2 separate regions of the Triticum aestivum genome follow, and region 2 is linked to region 1. A link is a contact called in public Hi-C data. All regions are on one chromosome and are shown on one strand. Each heading gives the region's core, a stretch centred on a gene start, on an enhancer-like site or on the middle of the called end of the contact. The rest is flanking DNA. Distances are from core to core; before and after follow the strand shown.

Region 1 (3,547 bases), core at 378-2,877:
TCGTAATCTTGTAGAGTTGCTCGGTTACTGCCGTCGAAAAGGTGAACTTCTTTTGGTGTACGCCTACATGCCCAACGGAAGCCTGGATAAACATCTATACAACACTAGAGAGGATCAGCCTACTCTGAATTGGGCTTTGAGGTTTCAGACCGTCAAAGATGTCGCGTCCGGCTTGCTTTATCTGCATGAGAGGTGGGAGAAAGTTGTCATCCACAGAGACATCAAGGCCAGCAACGTGCTCCTCGACAAAGACATGAACGCCCAGCTTGGTGACTTTGGGCTAGCAAGGCTGTACGACCATGGGGCAGACTCGCAAACCACGCACGTGGTCGGCACCATGGGTTACTTGGCTCCGGAGCTCATACGCACGGGCAGGGCGTCCCCTCTGACCGATATGTTCGCCTTTGGCATATTCCTTCTTGAGGTTGCATGCGGACAGAAACCCATCAAGGAGAATGCGCAAGGCGGACAGATAGCGCTCGTCGACTGGGTGCTGGAGCACTGGCGTGATGGTACGCTCATGGAGACGGTGGACGCGAGGCTCCAGGGTGAGTTCGACATCGACCAGGCAGGGCTGGTGCTCACGCTAGCGCTCATGTGCTCACACCTTCTCGCTAGCGCGAGGCCTGGCATTGGACAAGTCATGCGCTATCTGACCGGTGTTACGCCCCTCCCTGAGCTCACACCAACAGATGTGCTCACCTTGATGCAAAACAAGGGGTTTGACGAATCCGCCATGTCATATCCGGATCTGGTGTCGAGCTTTGGCACAATTTCCACCCTCTCGGGAGGAAGATAACCTCAGTGCTAGCTTAATTCACGGCTTCAATAAGTTTTACTAGTATTATGCATGTGTAGTGCCAGAAGTTCGTAATTAGAATTGTAAACCCAATAATTATCCTTTGGCCGCAGTACACTTTCAAATTACCGTGGCCAACATGTAAGAAGTTATATTGTTCAAAACTCAGAACTCGAAACAAGGTGATACGGGACACACGATAGTTTTTCTCGACTATTTTGTTGCAATATGCATGAAGTTGTCGTATTGGTTTTCCCAGATACTGCGACGTTTCTTCTTCATGTTTTCGCACACACCAAAAAATACTGTGACGGCCCCTCAATAAAAAGAATACTGCAGAAATGTTGTAAATATCAAGAAAAAAACGCACAGGGAGGCTTTGCTGCAATGGTCTAGCGGGGTGCCGACCTGTGGATATGACACCGGCGCCGTGGCTGATAGTATGAAGGAAGCCTCCGACTCGGAGACATGGACGCCAATAATTCCTCTCTCAACAGCCGTCTAGACTCGAGCACAAAGTGGTTACATTTTCCCTGTGGCCCTTTGCCAGCAGCACGGTACCATCCCATCTGCTATAACAAAATGGCAAAAGCAAATCACAATCACAATGCAGATTCATGCACATACCACAAGACTGACGATAAATGAACTGCACGAATCTTGGACCACAGCTGTGGTTGCAAGGGGAAACAATACCATGAGATGTCCTCCACTCCACAACACTCTGTTACATTGTCATCAGTAACAATTATGGCGCAGGAAATTATCTAGTGTGTAGTAACAAAAACAGTGACAACAAGAACAGTAAAAATGCATGATGTCCTGAGAGGGAAACTAGTTCCAGTTACTCTACACAGTGCATGACACAAGACATGAAACGGCAAAAGGAAGAGGAAGAAATATCTTGCTTCAAAATCCAACTACCCTAAGAAGATGCTAGTGCCAGGCTAAAGGCCAGGCCGAGAATCAAAACAACAGGAAGAGACACGTATTTGGATCTTGAGAAGAAACAGATTGGAGGGAGGTCCAGTCCAGAGATCCATGCAACAGAATACAAACAGTCCAGCAGCGCGCTGCAACCCCAGATTATGGATTAGGCGGGAATCTTGCCGATATCCCCTTCCACCACTCGTTCCTTCCTACCACTCGTTCCTTCCCAGCCCAAGCTGGGCCACCACAGAAAGCAAGCTCTTGCTTCCATCCACAGCTCCCTCCTATGGCCACCGCTCCCCCTTCCTCTCCTGCTCTCCACTGATCATCTCATCTCTTTCTTCTTGGTGCTCCCCCCTGGTTTTAGCTTCTGCCACTCCATGTCTCAATCTTCTCCTTTCTTTTCCATTGCCCGAGCACATGCTGGAGCAGGAGGGCGAGCTGCGGCTGCCGCTCTCCTGCTCCGTTGCCCTGCCGCTCAGCTGCCACCCACCATTCACTGCCCAAGGTACTTCCGTCTGGCTAAAGTGTCGCCTGCCAAGACACTGAGCTCGCACCTGGTGCTTCCGCGCGCCACACTCTCCTCCTTTGCAGACGCTGACGATGGCTCCAGTGCAAACTCGGATGCCTCGGGGGAGCGGAGCGGAGGATCCGAGCTGTCAGAGATGGCAAAGGCGTTCCATATTTCACCACGGATGGCCATGTCAATCTCTGTGGTGATTGCATTTGCAGCTCTCACTGTTCCACTGGCGATGCGCTCACTGCTCTTCCATGGGACGACCAAGATGAAGGTGCTGGCATATCTGACCCTTCTGTCAGGATTCTACATGGCATGGAACATTGGAGCGAATGATGTGGCAAATGCCATGGGGACGTCGGTAGGATCTGGTGCTTTGACTCTCCGGCAGGCGGTGCTGACTGCAGCTGTGCTAGAGTTCTCTGGTGCATTCCTTATGGGCACCCATGTCACCAGCACCATGCAGAAGGGCATCCTCGTCACATCTGTCTTCCAAGGAAATGATTCTCTGCTCTTTGCTGGATTGCTGTCCTCCCTCGCTGCTGCTGGTACATGGTTGCAGGTAACATTCCATCACAGATAACCATTTTGAGGTTTGTTATACTATGTCAATCAGATGACGCGGTCCCTTGGTTCCATTAGCATCACATAATTATTCAAGATTCTCACAGTTGCCGTCTACAGAAAAGCAGAAGATGTAAGATATCTTCAGTGGCATATTTATGATACTACTAGTTTCACCTATCTAACAGCAAAAACCTATGCACTTGTAGATGCTATCTCTGATTCTAGGGAGCCTGATTACATAAGAAACATTTATCTTAAGATAAGTATAAGAAACTAGCAAAGGGAAAGGCACTTGACAGATTCAAATTCAACATTTAGTTTTAGCCTGGTTGATGTGGAAATCAGAAAACTTTGATCTATATTTTGATTTTTAGGATCCAGTTATAGGCAGATTCAGGATCATCAGTTCAAACTTCAACACCTCACTTCCAATTCAGAGGTTGCTATCTAAACTTTGAACAACTACTTCAGCTAGGGAAAGTACAGAAACAACAAATAGGGGAACTGAACAGACAAAGTTAATATACTATGCTGGAGTAAGAAAATTTTAGTGGATCACTAATTGCATTATTAGGTAATATGTTTCATCTATTTATTCAACAGAGTGTTGATATTGATACAATCCAGTGAAAATTCAATGCAATTAGCATGCTTACAAAAAAAAAAATTATCATCACCAAATCTAATATATCCACAAGCAATGCACTTGAGTTTACAGCCTTGAGAATGTAGCA
Region 2 (3,547 bases), core at 760-3,259, 230 kb after region 1:
AGGGAGAAATGAGAACACTGCGCTAGAACACAATTAGATCATATGACACGCAAACCATGAGGACATAATAATGATCCAAAACGCAACCAATTTTTACACGACCTATAGGAGATCAGGTCCAAACAATGGTTGAGGAACTCACTAGTCCTTATACTACATAAGTTGAAGGATTATCAAAGGAGCAATACTCAGAAAGCATATGGTGATGGTAATATATGGTACAGACAGTCATGCCCATCTGATAAGAAACATAAGAAGATAGATCATAATTAGTTTCAGTTATGTTGGCAGCAGTACGATATTCTAGAGGAATTGTGATGTCCGGAGCACAACTTCCCTTATAGCTAGAGGAAATTTGTGAGGTGCTGATTTCAAACTGAATGGTTGCATTGATCATAATTTATTCTCTTCTACAAATTAGGTAAGAGAATAAACTACTCAATCATAGTGCAAGTCTTAATGGTTCTAGATTATAGATGTACAAAGACTGATCATTATTTCTTCTCTTCTACCAATTAGGAGGGCCATAATGAGAACACAGTTTACACAAATGTACAGAGAGAACCTCCGTAAAGAAATATAAGAGCGTTTAAATCACTAACGCTCTTATATTTCTATATGGAGGGAGTACCAATTTAACTTATGTGACAGTAGCCTATACGAGAGTCAAAACATTATTAACCATAGAGTCTATGTGAACCAATTTAGCTTATGTGACGAGCTGATGGCAGCCTATACAAGAGACCGAAAACTATCATAGATAAGGTTGGTCTCTTAATGGATGAAATATTAGCAATCTCTCACTACACGTTATGAAAGAAGATGAAACGTAAAAAAAATTCAGCTCAGCAACGAACAACCAAAATTGAACTTGTAAGTCCTGAAGTTGCAAAATATACAGAAGGAGTGGTGCATGAGAATACTCAATCAGAAAATAACTAGAACAAACTACACAACTTTATTCAAAGAGCCATAAAGTGACATGTGATGGACAAAGGACTGGTCAGCTGAGTGACTACATGCATCGATGATACACTTAACCCCGTAATCAAGATTGCCATAAACAATATTGATACCGGTACTGACATAGAAATTACGAGTTTTGGATTTATTTGCTCTGATTTGAGGTTAGATGTCTAATATGTACTCGTAGTATTACTTCGCCTATATCCTAGAGAGAAGCACAATACGCACTGATCCATTAAGTTATTCAATAGAAAACAGGATCTGACAAACATATTTTGGAGTAAAACCGGGTCAGGTGCATATTTTAACAACAAACATGAGCAGGCCGCGCCCGTCCAAACGTCCCTCGATCTCTAATCCAACATATCGATCCCAGAGAGAACGGCATACACGTGTTCTCTCGTACTACCAAGAAATATAGGAGCCTTAGCCACATCATGCGCACAACCTGTGTGATCAATCTTATTCTACACCTATTGATTGTAGGAGATCAATTATTTAACTATAAAAACTATGGTTGCTCCTAGAAAGAAGATGCAGAAGGTAACCACAAAACCAAACACGTAAAAATACGTCCGATCAGTGGGCAAACCCCAACCTCACACCCAAGCCACGCCCAATCAACCAGCAATCACGAAGCCGACCCCTTGAACAAACCCCTCTAAAAGCGGTTCCCCTCCCTCGCACGCAATCCCCTTACTGGCGAAACAAAACCACGGCTCGAGACCAGGAGAAGGATCACCTTGACGACGACGTCCCACGGGTCGGGCCCCGACGCGAGGCCGTCGAACGGCGGCGCGCTCAGGCCGGACATGGCGGCGGGGAAACCCTCGGGGGGAGGCGGAGGAGGCGGCGATCGTGCGGAGGAGCGGGTCAATCCTAGACGAGACGAAGTTAGCGGCCGGAAACCTCGGAGGGCGGCGGCGTCGTCGAGGGGCGCGAGAGCTGCGTAGCCGTAAGCCGCAGCGGCGGTGGTGGCGGCGTGGGGGAGAGTGGCGATGTGCGGGTGCGGCCAAGGCTTCGGGTGCCAGAGTCCTCTTTTATCACGCCTTTTCCTTCGGTGCGAAGGATGGACACCGTTGGGGCAATTAAGTCGTGGGGGTGCGGGACCCAGGCGCCAGCGAGCGAGGCCTCGCACCGCCTGCGCGGGCACGAGGGGGCTGAGTGTAAAACTGCCTAGGGGTTTCCTTTGGATTACCTGTCAGAGTTGCGAAGTAGTAGTAGAGGGTGAGAATGCATTTAACGCCTGTCCGGTGTCACGTCTTGTCGCGTGGGCTCCACGCTTGCGACCCACGCGTCAGCTGCTGGATATGGATAATGGTTTCGAATTTTAACATATTTTAGTCCTGCCATCTTCATCAAGTTAAAAGAAACTAGCACAAGGCCCGTGCGTTGCAACGGGGCATATACATTTTAGTGGTTTGACATTATGTTATAGCACATAAGACCATGTGTTACAGCGAATACAAAATAAATAAGCGTGTGGTTACAAACCTGAAAATTATTTTACCAATCAAACAACTTTTATTATTTGGTGGTTCAAATGAATGGTGTCAAATACACATCAACATTGTCAACTAATAGAATTTGCAAATAATGCCAGCTCAGTAGTCATGTGGCATGTTCCCAATTGCAACAAAGAAGATTCTATTTTAGCTTGTTACACGAAATTTACATTTTTTTCTAGAAGAAATATTGCCTATAAATAAATTAAATAATAATGATAAACTTTAGCACAATGCAATGGTTTATATTTTTTAATTTAAGATGAAGGACATGAAAGAGAAAACGATGACCATACTAAGGCTACAGGAAAGGCATACAAAGCATATCATACAGTTATTATATAACACCACGCCTTTAGACATTTCCAAATATATAAAACATAAGGTACTGAATTCTTTTACATAGACTGATATGACTCAAAAATACAATGGTCAATGAGAGGACAAAAAAGGCACAGGATTTTCTTTTGTACATCAATGCCAACTAAAAATAATAAGAATTGTAATTAAAGAAAAACGACCAAAAAAACTGTTAAGAGCATTTGTCTTGCACTCTGACTCAATGTTTTGCTGGCACATTTCCTCATGAACAAATTTGCTTTACTAACCCTCCTATAAAACTTTCAGCTGGATGTCGGTGCCACCGAACTACCCGCTCAATTGTAGGCTCAACTCCAACCAGCTCCATTCTAGGAATAGATGGATTTGTAGTTTTCGACTCCTACTTCAAAAAAGTTTGTTGGGCCTCTACTTTGAGTGAGAACCATACAGTCATACTGCAAACACATAAAAAGTAACGGTTGAAGTAATGCAGAATAATATTCTCAAGTTTAATATACACAGGAAAATGAAAATATCATTATAACAAACAAGGAAAAAGGTTTATAAGTTCTATATTGATGCTCACAATGTCTCTATCCAGCACAGAAAGTCATTTTACTTTTGAGAGCATCATCGATTTAATCTTTATTTTCTCAAGTGGATAACAATTCATCATTGTCACCAACTACACAATAGGAAATGTGAATAAAAAGACTGCATTAAGAATTAAGGGAGAAGTCCAGGGAAGTTTAACC

Evidence for each region. A called contact is a pair of places that touch in the nucleus more often than the background predicts.
Region 2: a contact with region 1 is called in a Hi-C map of leaf, with 5 times the contacts expected there. The contact joins the promoter of LOC123144684 here to the promoter of LOC543106 in region 1. A contact is called at or near these places in 2 of 5 Hi-C or Micro-C datasets (leaf and an unstated tissue).

What each region holds. Positions count from the first base shown.
Region 1 is chr6D:286,220,308-286,223,854 of IWGSC CS RefSeq v2.1, forward strand. LOC543106 (inorganic phosphate transporter 2-1, chloroplastic) reads left to right here and starts at 1,628. Exons shown (of 3, transcript XM_044563890.1): 1 at 1,628-2,808. The coding sequence starts at 2,110. LOC123144682 (L-type lectin-domain containing receptor kinase SIT2) reads left to right here. Exons shown (of 1, transcript XM_044563889.1): 1 at 1-1,015. The coding sequence ends at 799.
Region 2 is chr6D:286,446,350-286,449,896 of IWGSC CS RefSeq v2.1, forward strand. LOC123144684 (protein JOKA2) reads right to left here and starts at 2,010. Exons shown (of 8, transcript XM_044563894.1): 1 at 1,709-2,010. The coding sequence starts at 1,780. It overlaps LOC123141490 (a long non-coding RNA gene), which reads right to left. Exons shown (of 7, transcript XR_006470332.1): 7 at 2,828-3,247.